Linked DNA regions of Rattus norvegicus: region 1 is linked to region 2. Evidence: chromatin contacts called from public Hi-C data. All regions are on one chromosome and are shown on one strand. The core of a region is the stretch at or near the end of the contact, and the rest is flanking DNA. Distances in the headings are between cores, read along the strand shown.

Evidence for each region. Hi-C and Micro-C count contacts between places; a contact is called where the count stands out from the background.
Region 1: a Hi-C map of liver shows a contact between it and region 2, with 2.9 times the contacts expected there. The contact joins the enhancer-like site here to the promoter of Auts2 in region 2. A contact is called at or near these places in 3 of 12 Hi-C or Micro-C datasets (frontal cortex, liver and psoas muscle).

The regions. Positions count from the first base shown.
Region 1 is chr12:30,042,928-30,049,230 of GRCr8, forward strand. The region is part of intron 2 of Auts2 (activator of transcription and developmental regulator AUTS2); the gene reads left to right. Among named protein-coding and RNA genes, the nearest start is that of Auts2, 310 kb to the left of the region's middle. Within about 2 kb of position 5,049, at least 1 of the 93 cell types and tissues checked has an H3K27ac peak or open chromatin away from gene starts, as enhancers often do.
Region 2 is chr12:29,737,676-29,744,258 of GRCr8, forward strand. Auts2 (activator of transcription and developmental regulator AUTS2) reads left to right here and starts at 2,832. Exons shown (of 19, transcript NM_001107136.3): 1 at 2,832-3,355. The coding sequence starts at 3,047.

The DNA of each region.
Region 1 (6,303 bases), core at 3,799-6,298, 310 kb after region 2:
CTGGCCCCTTAGCTTTGTAATTACAGAACCAGTCTTTTTTGTTGTTTTTTGTTTGTTTGTTTTTAAAACTCTTAACACTAGTTTTGAAGTGAGAACTGAGGCCTTTGTGATTCACTCTAAGCAGTACACTCACTGACCTGTGTCTCTAAACTCCACAGTCATGTATTTTGAAATGGCTTCCTTATAAGGAATAGGAAGTAAAATTAATTTAGAAGAATAAGTTTTGTAACAGAAAAAAAAAAAGGATAAATGAGCTGAGTTTGTCGTGGGGGATAGTATCCAGAGAGGTCACGGACAGCAGCTCTGTGCTTGGTTGGTGTTGTACCATGTCCCGCTTTCTTCTTTGTGGCTTTTCCCAGGCACTTGTGTTGCTGCAGAACTTGGGGACACTAGGAGCATTTTGTAATAGAAATCAGATCTGAGAGTTGTGACTTGTGAGTTTCAAGAGCGTTCACTGAGTGGTCTGGTTATGGTCTCATGTTAGTGAGGTAGACTTCTGTGTAAATAATGCTCAGGGTTTGAAGCTCAAGAAAATAAGGCATGATTTGAACCTCATCAGTCTGCCAAATCAATATTGATGGGAAAATTTATTGGTACAAGGACTTCCCTGTTACCAGTGAATTGTATGAACACTAAAGATTTTGATGCCATGATATATATATATATATATATATATATATATGTGTGTGTGTGTGTGTGTGTGTGTGTGTGTATATATGTGTGTATATATATATATGTGTGTGTGTGTATATATGTGTGTGTATATATATATATGTGTGTGTGTATATATATGTATATATATATATATATATATATACACACACACATATATATATATGCTGTCTCTTTTGAAAAATGTAGGAGAAAAGTGACCTGGTTTGTCCTGAAAGTTCCGTTTGAAGCCAGGGAAGTACTGAATGAGAGCACAAAGCAAGAAACATCACAGTGTTAGTCAGAAAACTGAGTAGGGCTGTGATCCTAGGATTTTAGTGCTAGCATCGTTTGTAGGCTCCAGTTTTCATAACTCTTAAAAAACAAACAGAAAACAAATATGTGTATGTTTGCGTGTATGTGCGTGTGTATGTATCTGTCTGTATGAGTGTATGTCACCTGTGTGCAGGCACTCAAGTAGGCCAGAAGAGGGCGTTGGGCCACGGAGCATGAGTTATATGTATTTGTGAGCTGTCCTGTGTGGATATTGAACTTGGAAGTGAACTCACGTCCTCTGAAATAGCAACTGCTTTAAGTGTTTTACCTTCTCTTGAGGGTGAGCCCCAGCACCCTTTTAAGTATTATAAGCGATGTGAGCTGTTGAAGTAGAACAAAGCAATCATTTGACGGAAAAATAGTTTTCCTACTGTCCTCAATTAATTTCTGTCACTGTGATAGAATACTTTTTAAAAGAGCAACTTAGGAGAGAAAGGGTTTATTTGGCTCTCAGTTTTAGGTCACAGTCAGCCATTTTGTAGCAGTCAAGGCAGGAATTCCAAAGGAGCGGGTGACATCACGTACTGTGTCAGCATCCGAGAAAGATAAGCAGATGCATGCGTGACTTGTCCTCTGCTGTCTTTTTACTTTTCACACTCCAGGGTCCAAAGTGGGTAAATGGTGCTGCATGCCGTGGCCTAGGTCTTTCGTATAATCAAGAGAATCGCACAAACTTGCCCACTGGCTTGCCTGGTCCAGAGGTTCATGGAGACCGTCTTCCTGGTTGGCTCTAGATCGTGTTCTGTAGAGTCTATTTGAAACTCATCTGTAAAGATACAGAGACAGTGGGTTGCTATAAAGTCCTTGTATTCAGTGAAGGAGAAGGTATCAGTCTTGGCTTTTGTATTCTCTAGACTGCAGGGATGCTTTTGATGGGCTCAGAAGAGGAATCTGGTACCAATCGGTCCTCATCGATGGCGCTGTTTTTGCTAATCAAATTATTGCCCCCCTTTTTATTGTGAGTTTGTAGTTACAGCAGAATATGCTCGTTCCATGCCTCTAACACCATGTGAATCAAACCCCAGTGCTGACATTCTTAAAATTTCCTTTCTTTTATTATCAATTCAATTTTACTGACCAAAAATAAGCGAACTCTGGTAGTTTTAAGAATTTCGGCTAGTTGAAGCTGCCACAAAATGTGCGGCATACAATAATACAGTGCATGTGGCTGATAGTGATGGCCCAGCGTGGTGTCCCTGTGACATGCACATGACTACACATAAGCAGCCACTGTGGATCCTTACACATGCACAGACCAAAACCCCTAATGCAGTGGAGACAAGCTGCTGTGTGTGCAGAGAACAGAAGCCTGTTTCTGAGAACGGATTAAATCGGATTTCGGACAAACTCTTACCTGTTAGCACACCTGTTGACATTGATCTGATGGTTTCAGTTTCAAGTCTTTGATATTTATTTATTTATTTATTTATTTATTTTATTAACTTGAGTATTTCTTATATACATTTCAAGTGTTATTCCCTTTCCCGGTTTCCGGGCAAACATCCCCCTTCCCCCTCCCCTTCCTTATGGGTGTTCCCCTCCCAACCCTCCCCCCATTGCTGCCCTCCCCCCATAGTCTAGTTCACTGGGGGTTCAGTCTTAGCAGGACCCAGGGCTTCCCCTTCCACTGGTGCTCTTACTAGGATATTCATTGCTACCTATGGGGTCAGAGTCCAGGGTCAGTCCATGTATAGTCTTTAGGTAGTGGCTTAGTCCCTGGAAGCTCTGGTTGCTTGACATTGTTGTACTTTTGGGGTCTCGAGCCCCTTCAAGCTCTTCCAGTTCTTTCTCTGATTCCTTCAACGGGGGACCTATTCTCAGTTCAGTGGTTTGCTGCTGGCATTCGCCTCTGTATTTGCTGTATTCTGGCTGTGTCTCTCAGGAGCGATCTACATCCGGCTCCTGTCGGTCTGCACTTCTTTGCTTCATCCATCTTGTCTAATTGGGTGGCTGTATATGTATGGGCCAATGTGGGGTAGGCTCTGAATGGGTGTTCCTTCAGTCTCTGTTTTAATCTTTGCCTCTCCCTTTCCTGCCAAGGGTATTCTTTTTCCTCATTTAAAGAAGGAGTGAAGCATTCACATTTTGATCATCCGTCTTGAGTTTCGTTTGTTCTAGGGATCTAGGGTAATTCAAGCTTTGGGCTAATAGCCACTTGTCAATGAGTGCATACCATGTATGTCTTTCTGTGATTGGGTTAGCTCACTCAGGATGATATTTTCCAGTTCCAACCATTTGCCTACGAATTTCATAAACTCGTTGTTTTTGATAGCTGAGTAATATTCCATTGTGTAGATGTACCACATTTTCTGTATCCATTCCTCTGTTGAAGGGCATCTGGGTTCTTTCCAGTTTCTGGCTATTATAAATAAGGCTGCGATGAACATAGTGGAGCACGTGTCTCTTTTATATGTTGAGGCATCTTTTGGGTATATGCCCAAGAGTGGTATAGCTGGATCCTCAGGCAGTTCAATGTCCAATTTTCTGAGGAACCTCCAGACTGATTTCCAGAATGGTTGTACCAGTCTGCAATCCCACCAACAATGGAGGAGTGTTCCTCTTTCTCCACATCCTCACCAGCATCTGCTGTCACCTGAGTTTTTGATCTTAGCCATTCTCACTGGTGTGAGGTGAAATCTCAGGGTTGTTTTGATTTGCATTTCCCTTATGACTAAAGATGTTGAACATTTCTTTAGGTGTTTCTCAGCCATTCGGCATTCCTCAGATGTGAATTCTTTGTTTAGCTCTGAACCCCATTTTTTAATAGGGTTATTTGTTTCCCTGCGGTCTAACTTCTTGAGTTCTTTGTATATTTTGGATATAAGGCCTCTATCTGTTGTAGGATTGGTATTTAAATAACACGAATTCCTCGCCTAGGGTAAATCGTGTTGATTGGATGCAACTACTATTCCCGTATTTTATTTCTTTCAACCACTTAATGTTTCACTTAGTAAATCGTGAGACTTACGCATCTACTCTCTTTGGCCCTGGGAAGGCCTTTCCTGGACCCCTCTGATACAGACGTGATTAGACGATCATAAATGATACTTTTCACTTCCTTCAGAAAGGTCCCCATGCATTTCCATTTCTCCCAGTCTGTTTTTATTATCAGAGATGTGGGGGGAGGTGCCCTCTTTTCTAGAGCTTGAGTTACTTAACTACTTTGTAACAACTTAAAGTAAATAAACTGCAAAATATTCTTTGAACTGTTAATGTAGAATGCTATCTCCAAAGGTTTCCATTTATCTTCCTTGTGGTTTTTCTAATGCCATCCATTTTTCTTGGGTGAGTTTCCTCACAGATGTGTCCGTGATCCCAGGTGAGGATTTGTGAGCCACAACCATCATGCTAAACTTCGGACTCTGTCATCCGAGACCAAGGGTTGTGTGTGGTCTGTTTGTTTCTTATTAATATGTGAGGATTCTCCCCTATCCAAATCCAAACACAAGTGTTTATTTTTGGTACTGTCTCTTTAGGGTAGACTGTTTGAGTAATAACAATTGTGCAAATTGTTAATTTTTTTTAGCAGATATTATAGACAAGTATCCAAAACAAGATGTATAGAAATGGCCGGAAAAAAAAATGTCTTCTTGCTTAGCATTTAGACTTGGGTGGAGTGCTTGGCTGGCTTGTTTGTTTGTTTAATTGTCAATGGAGATCTGGAAATTTGAGTGGAGTAGAGAATAAAACCTTTGGTTTCCTGATAAGAGGAACCTTGGTGAATATTGACGGATCCCAAGAATACTAAAGATGCAGTCAGAAATATGCCTAATCCATCAGACCATGCAATTGTGAGTCTTTGGGTGTATGCACCATTTTAGTTTCAGTCCCGTTGTTCTGGTAAAATATCCTGAGGAATGGACAGGGCTGAAGTCAGGTTTAGGTTACAGACTGTCATGGCAGAGACCTTAAGGCAGTAGGAACTCAACTGGCTGGTCACAATTCACCCGTCCTGAGGAGCAGACAGAAACGAATGTATTCCAGTTCTTGTACTCTGCTCATCCTGTGTGACTCTGGTGCACTCGAGCCAACACCCAGGGAAAGGTGCCACAGAGTGGCTTGGGTGTTGGTTTCATTTAGAACACAAGAAACACAGCTCTGGAGAGACATGACCGCAGAGAAACCCGATCTAGACGCTCTTTCCTTGTGACTGGTTTCCAAGCTGGGTCTCGATCGTGTCTCATTGACCATTAAAGCTGACCACTGCATTCATACAGTCTCCTGGTGGTTGGATCTCTGGCCAGCCTTGTGATTAAAGATAGACTGTTACCCACCAGTTCACTCTTTCTCCCTTCCTCCCTTTCGCCTTCCCTCTCGCTCTCATTTTGGAGAGATTTATTGGAGCAATCCAATTACGTTTTCAGTATTACTTACCTATGTTAAATAGGTCATTTCTCTGCTGTTTAAGGGAGACTGTTTCCTACCTTGTAAAAATAGGTAACACAGAATGGACTTTGCTATTAACTCAGGCTCTTTTGGGACTTTAGAAATAAGTAGCGTTAGCTTTGTATGTGGGCTGAAGCGTATGAGAGGTGATAGTTCTAGGTGTGTAGGGGCCATTTTTCCCGGTCTTGTCTCTTTCTGCTTCACTTCTGAAGGGTTAGTTTTGGTTGTGGCATCTCGGAAATGCTGAGTGTAGGACTGCGATGTGGAGGCTTGTGTTTGAAAACTGTCATAGAAAGTGCTTCACTCCTCACAGCCCTCCACACTGTCTGAGGAGATCTTTGAATCAGTGTGGCATCTTTTGGAGTCTGGTTAGAATTGCGCCAGAATTGTTAGTGCAATTGTGAAGGAGTCTCGCCATGTGCACACACGTATAATCTTTCGGTACAAGAGAAATATTCTTTCCTTAGTTGTGTAGAGGAGTTTGTGTAGAGCTTTTATAGGGCTGTGTTGTGTTTTAATATCAGGTGGCCTTTAGTCAGTGAGTCTCTGTGGCGCTGAAGTGGTATTTTTGTTTTGTTATGTCTACATTGGGGGTGGAGAGTGAGAAAATGTCACATAAGCAGTCAGGTAATTGTGTTGTGAACTCTTCCTGTAACTAACCTGATTTGGTTTCCAGCCATGTATAATTTATGCTCCTGATGAATTTGGCCATTTCATAGGAGCCTTCATTTCTTGACTCAGTTATCTGTAAAATATCCCTCGATTGTTCAGACAGCTATCGAGAGCATGGTGGTCTGCAGTAATTATTATTAGCGTCGGCCCTCGTCTGTCTGTATCTCTCTTTCCTCTGCTCTCCCTGAATGTATGAATAGGCATTTATCAGTTTTACCAATTTCCTCAAAGAAACAGCTTTGCTTTCATTGATTTTTC
Region 2 (6,583 bases), core at 1,582-4,081:
AATGTCAGTTTGTTTTCTTTTCCTTCATGCCAAGTGTGGGTTGCTAGGGGTGAGGGGTGATGTGCTACGGTGTTTATGTGCTTGGACAGAAAGCGAAGCAACTAAGAGATTGCTGAGAGAAGACTGTCGGTGAGTATAGATCAATTCCAAGTGCCCTGAAAAAAAAAACAAAAAAAACAAAAACGCACAGCTATTTTATCCAGAGAGGCTGGTCGCTTTGGTTGATCGATTCTGGGCTGTAGTCAGCTCTTTAATACAACTTTTTATAAGCATCAGTTACATCGTGCAGGAAAACGTAGGGAAGCCACCTCTGCTCTATCCTCCTGCAGCTAAACAGTAAGTGAAGTCTGCAGTGAGCGGGGAATCTGAAGTGTCCTCAGGCTGGGATGGCCCCGAGCTACTCAGTCCCTTGCTCTAGGTTCAAGTTTCGCCGGTGTCTGGATGTTCCAAAGCCGCTAGGCTAGCGTCTTCTCAAAGTGTCTCCCTTAGGGAGACCAAAGGTGCAGGGCGAGCGTCATCTGGGTTCAGGGGCACTGGGCATTCAGTGTTCCATCAGGCAGAGCGGAGAAAAGTTTCCAGCTCTTGCCTTTGGCTGTCTCGGTGCTACTGGACTCAGCACTAGGACACCCATCTTGTCCCCAAAGTGCACCCTCTTTGGGTCCATGCTTTGCACCTCCTCGCGCTGCACGCACTTTTTATTTTTAATTTTTATTTTTGCACCGAGCGCGCGCGTGCGCGCAGGCAAAACACCTAGAGGTACTTGAGAGTAGTTGAACCAGCAAGAGCTTCAGGAGTGGAGGAGATAAGGCTCTCCGGGAGCAAGTGTCCGGAGAAAGGTGCCTGCTACGCGTGCGCGCGCGAGTCCTCCGTGCGTTTGGCGGGATGTTGGGGCAGCCTCCACGCCCTCGAACTTCAACTCCACACGGGCCCGTGACCGACCCCTCCAACATACCCCACAGCCTCTGGAGACCCCTTCCGCCCCCAAGTGCGCAGGCCCGGCCGCCCCAGCGCGCATGCCCTGGGCTCGTGGAGCGGTGGCCAGCCCCTCAGCCTTTTTGCTTTCTACACACTCTACAACTAGGGGAGGGGGGCGGGTCACGTGATCCAGCCGGCCCCGAGGCGCGCGGGAGGAGACGTGGGGGGGTAGGACGGGAACGCGCGTGGGAGAGAGGGAGAGAGGCGCGAGGGGAGGGGCTCTTCTCGGGAGCGCGCAGCCAGTGGTGCATGAGTGGAAGGGGCGGCCCTCGGGAGCGCGCCCCGTGGTGCCGGGGTGGTGGTGGGGGGATTGCGGGGGGGAGAGAACGAGGCGTGAGAGATTCTCGGGAGCCCGCGAAGGGGGAAGGGGGCGGCCCTCGGGAGCGCGCCGAGTGAGGCGTGAGGGGAGGGGGGAGCCCTCGGGAGCGCGAGGAGAGCCAGGAGGGCGGTCCTCGGGAGCGCGCGCAGAGCGAGGCGCGAAGAGGGCGGTCTTCCAGAGCGCTCGCCGGCGAGCGAGCTCGAGCGCGCGTGCAAGAGAGAGAGAGGGAGAGAGAGAGGGAGAGAGAGAGACGGCAAGCGGGCGGGCGTGGGGCTGGGCCGAGGCGGGCGGCGGCGGTGGGCCGGCCAGAGGGGGAGGAGCGGGCGCTGTGTGAGCGAGGCGGGCGGAGGATGAGGCCGTGCCCGGGCTCTGGCTGCAGCCGCCCGGGGACACGCCGTGCACCGTCGGGCTCGGGGCTCCGGCGGCGGCGGCTGAGGCAGCGTTAGCTGCGAGCGAGCGAGCGAGTGAGCGAGCGGCATCTCCCAGCGCTTCTTCCTCAGGCGGGGCGACGCGAAGAAGAAGAAGAGGCGGCGGCGGCGGCGGCGGCGGCGGCGGCGGCGGCACCACACCGGTGTATCTCGGGTTGGAGACTGCTCTTTGCTTTCCTCATTGACTGACTCGCCCCCCCTTTATAATTTTTTTTTTTTTGAGGAAGGGTGACCTCTGGAACTGGGGTGGGGGGAGACAATTTGTGTGCGTGCGTGCATGTGTATGTGAGGAGGGGGTCGGTGGCACGCGCCAGGCTTTGCAATTCTTCTCTTCTTTCATCTTTTTCTCCTCCTCCCCCCCCATCGAAGACCGAAAAAAAGAAAGGGAGAAAAAAAAAAAATCCCACAACTGCTTCAGCGTCCTCCTCCTTCCCTTCCTCCTTTCCTCGGGCAACCTCTGTCTCCGCTCGTGATTGCGTGGTTATGCTCCCCTCTCTGGGGGGTCTCGCCCCTCTCAGCTCGCTCTCTAGCCCTGGCTTCCCTTGGATACATTTCTTAAAAAAAGACTAGGAGCCCGGGAGTGAGTTTTTCTGCGAGACGAGTGTGTGAGAGAGGCGGAGGTGTGGGGTGTTTTCCTGCACGAGGGGGCGGGTGAAGTTCATTGCCACCCACCCCTCACTTCACCGTGACCTTTTCGGACCTCGGGCTTTTTTTTTTCTTTTAATTTTTTTTGGGGGGGGGGTCTCTAGGAAAAGCGAGAAGCCAAGCGATTTCAGTGGTGGGGAGAGAGCATGGCCGCGGGGAGGGCTTCCCCAGTCTCTTGATCAAAGCATTCCGCTATTCTGATTTATTGCCTGCTTGGTGAGTTATTTTTTTCCCCCTTTCCTCTGTAAAGGAGACCTGTGTGTTCAGCCATTACTTTGCTCGGCGCTGTTCGCAGGCATCTCCGACCCTCGGTGCAGAGGGGAGCCCCACACTTCGCCCTCTCGCTTCCCCGTCCCTCCCTCCCCGTCTCCCCGCCCCTTCCCCCTTTTTTCTTTCTCTTTTTCCCCCTGCCCTCCCTTCTTGTTCTTCTTGGGCTTCTTTTTTTTTTTTTTTTTTTTTTTTTTTTTTTTTTTTTATTCCTCCCAGCCGCCTTCTCCCCCGCGCCCTTCCTCGCGGCTGGAGGGAAAAGCCCGTGCAGGAGAAGCGGGGGGGCTCGGTGTCAATTTTTTTTTTCTTCTTGGTGTGTGTGTGTGTGTGTGTGTGTGTGTGTGGCCGCGGCCCGAGCCTGTGGCGCGCGGGTAGGCGAACGGGGAAGATCCCCGGCGCGGTTAAAAGAACCATGGATGGCCCGACGCGGGGACATGGACTCCGGAAAAAGCGGAGGTCGCGATCACAGCGAGACCGGGAGAGACGCTCCCGGGCCGGCTTAGGAACCGGTGCGGCGGGTGGTATAGGAACCGGCCGGACCCGGGCTCCCTCGCTGGCTTCATCGTCGGGCTCCGACAAGGAAGACAATGGAAAGCCCCCATCCTCCGCCCCGTCCCGGCCCAGACCCCCGCGGAGGAAGCGCAGAGAGTCCACCTCAGCCGAAGAGGACATCATTGATGGATTTGCCATGACCAGCTTTGTTACTTTTGAAGCGCTGGAGGTAAGGGGGGGACCCCCTTTCCTGTTCCCCCCATGGTTTCCTTTTATGCATGACACCCCCCACTAGGCTGCACCCCGGTTTTCTTGCCTCCCCCGCCGCACTCGAAGCTGTCTGTCTCGGCCGAGGTCTTATTGTTGGGTGTGGGGTTGTGTGTAGGGGGAGCTGGGGGCAGATAGGCAGCGAGGAGGGAATCGCCAAGCGGTATGCCTGGTCTGGTCTTCCACTGGTTTCGTTCTTGTCCAGCTTGCCTTTCCCCTGCGCCCCCTTCCTGTACCCCCACCTCCCATCATAGCAGATGGGTGGAAAGAAAGGGGTTCGGGCATCACAACAATGCGCCCCCCTTCTGCACGGATGGCTCTGCCTCCACTCCTTTCCTCCTCTTCTCCCTCCCCAATCATGGCTTCTTGGCTGGTGGAAGTCTTTGCTTGGGTTTGGGGCGCCTGTGGACTGTTCTCTGTGTGCTTTCTACAGAGCCATATGTTCCCATGCTTGTGTGTGTGTGTGTGTGTGTGTGTGTGTGTGTGTGTGTGTGTATTAGTCTGTCTAGTATATGCCTTTTCTGGATGTCCTGGGGACAAGAGGCTGCTAGGGTTTTGTGGCTTTTCTGTACCCCCTCCCCCTTTTTTGGTGAAGCTGGGGAAGGGGGCGTTTTCTCCTTGTTGGGAGAAAGGAGGGAGGAGGGGAGAAGGGGAAAGGGTGGAATGTCTCTCTATATTTTATACCATGGGGCTGTATTGCAGAAAGGGTTAATGACAATATTATCCACACACTACATTTGCGTGGTGTGTGTGTGTGTGTGTGTGTGTGTGTGTGTGAGTGTGTGTGTGTGTGTGTACATGAGCAATTTAGTTGAAGGACAGGAGGTACACCAGGGAGAGCTGGTGAGAGGCAAGAATAAAATCCTAGCTGGCTGCTGAAGGGCTTGTCACCAATTGTCCCTCTTCTCCTTGTTGTACGTGCTCCCCCCAACAATGATTGACTTTGTGTATGTGTTTGTGTGTCTGTCTTTATTCCTTAGGCACCTGCAGGCAGCCTTGGTTTTTCAAATGCACATTTTCCTGCCTGCTGAGAGGCTCCTCGGTGTGTGTGTGTGTGTGTGTGTGTGTGTGTGTGTGTGTGTGTGTTTGTGTATTTGTTGGACGGAAGGGGCTGAAGGGAGGTAGTCCAGGGGTCACAGAAAAGTATCTTTGCCTGGGCAGATCTGATTTGGTGCTAGGATTGGTGGTTGGTTTGAATACATTTAACTGCTTTCTTTCCTCTTCCACCTCCCTTTCCCCACCCTAAACACATACAACCACACACAGGAGCTTCTGGGGTTCTCTTGAGTTGATCCAGCACAAAACCAAACTGCGGTCTGTTGGTAGCCTCTCAGTGGCACCTGACATAATGGCGTGAGGAAACTTTTCCCTTTCCTTTATTTATTTATTTTTGCTCTTGTTGGTGGTATTGTTTCAGAGGTGCCAAAGTGAGGAGCTTTGTTAATGAGAGCTTAAGCCTTCCATTCACTGACTGTGCAGGCTTAGATTGTTGGTTCTAGACCTGCTGTTTGGATTCCAAGTTTGGTTTTGAAAAGGCAGTCTTCCTGTCTGTCAGACTTGCTCATTTTTGTAAAGTGCTTCAGATGGGGGTGATGGCGGTGGCCAGTGGCCAGTAGCTAGTAGCTACTGGTTGGGGAGGAAGGAAGAGAGGGTGCTGATACCCGTTGGCGGTGACCAGAGATTTTGTTGCTGGTACTTGACTTCATCATTGGTTTTCCAGTTGGTGCTCTCGGCTTTAAGTGAGTGCCACCATTCGGGATGCTTACAGCTGTGTTTCTTAACTTTGCAAAGGTGGATGGGTACTGCAGGGTGACCTCTTTCTTGCTTTAAAATGGGCATCGAAATGACATCCTGTGTCCTGAGATAGAACGCTGCCTGGGATTTGGCTCAGCGTGGCTGCCCGTGGTTTGGTGAAGGAAAGAACTTGAAAAAAGCTGCTTACAAGTGGTTCTGCTCTCTGGGTAGTTGTCATGCCCTGCTGGGTGGCCCCACTTAGTCAGCAAGAGGGGGGGGACCCGTGTCTTCTCGTCGTTGTCGAAGGCCAGGTGGAGATGGAAGTAAGTTTTGCACTTGTTCTGCATTTAGTGTAAGTAACTGCTTGACTTTATCTTTTTTTGCTAGAAAATGTGCCTGTTCCGGTTTTGTTTTAAGCCTCAAAATGTATAATTTTAAAAGAAGATCAATTTCAAAATGTACACTTCTTTCTGCAATGCAATTTACTTCTCAGCTACTTTTCTAGACCTAAAACCCCAGGATGCTTTGGTTAGCTGAGTGCTGTGACACTTCTACGTCACCACGATACCACATACCTAGTGGCGCATTGGTATAAAGGACCTAACTTTAAAAAAAAGTCAAATAAATTTCGAATGAGAAAGTAGACAGAGCAGTAGAACTCCAAGGCACTCAATACCCCCAGACTTGACAACTTACAATTCACACCTTGCTTCTTCTGTAGTTCATTGAGCTCCCTCTCATCTTTCAGAGGTGCTGTGATGACATCTGTAAATATTTCTGCATTAACCTCTGAAGTATATATAAATGACTCAGATGACTTTAGAGATCCTCATGGTACCATCATCTCTCCTCAGTAAACTGACAGACAGTTCGCTAGTATTTCTGTCCAGCCATATTTTCAGAAGTTCAGATGTTTTAGAAAACCTGTTAATAAACCTGTTAAAACCATGTATCGGAAGATAAAAATAATCATGTTTACCTTTTTTTGGGGTGTATGTGGGGGGTAGTTGTGGTGAGCAAAATGTAGATATATTGGCTGTTAACATGCTGTGTCCATATCGGATGGTTAGAACCCAAGTTCGAAGTGACTGCTAGAGTCTCTGATGTTCACGACACTAAATTTGAAAGATTTACTGAACTGTCACCAAGAAATATGAAGGTTTATGAGGAAGCAGGCAATTCAGCCATGAGCTTGGATAGAAATGTGTGTTAAGAACGTGTGTGTGTGTGTGTGTGTGTGTGTGTGTGTGTGTGTGTGTGTTTGGAATTACCCTAAATATATACTTGTGCTCGTAAATGAAGATATCCTTTGCTATGAATCATAAAGAGGACTTAGGTATTGGCTTGGACAGTTAGGCTTATAAATTACACCAGTTTAGAGCCTTTTCTGGCTGAGTTAGGAATCCCATGTGCTTAGGCTTTTGAATCGACAAACTGACTCTAAGATTTTGTCCTT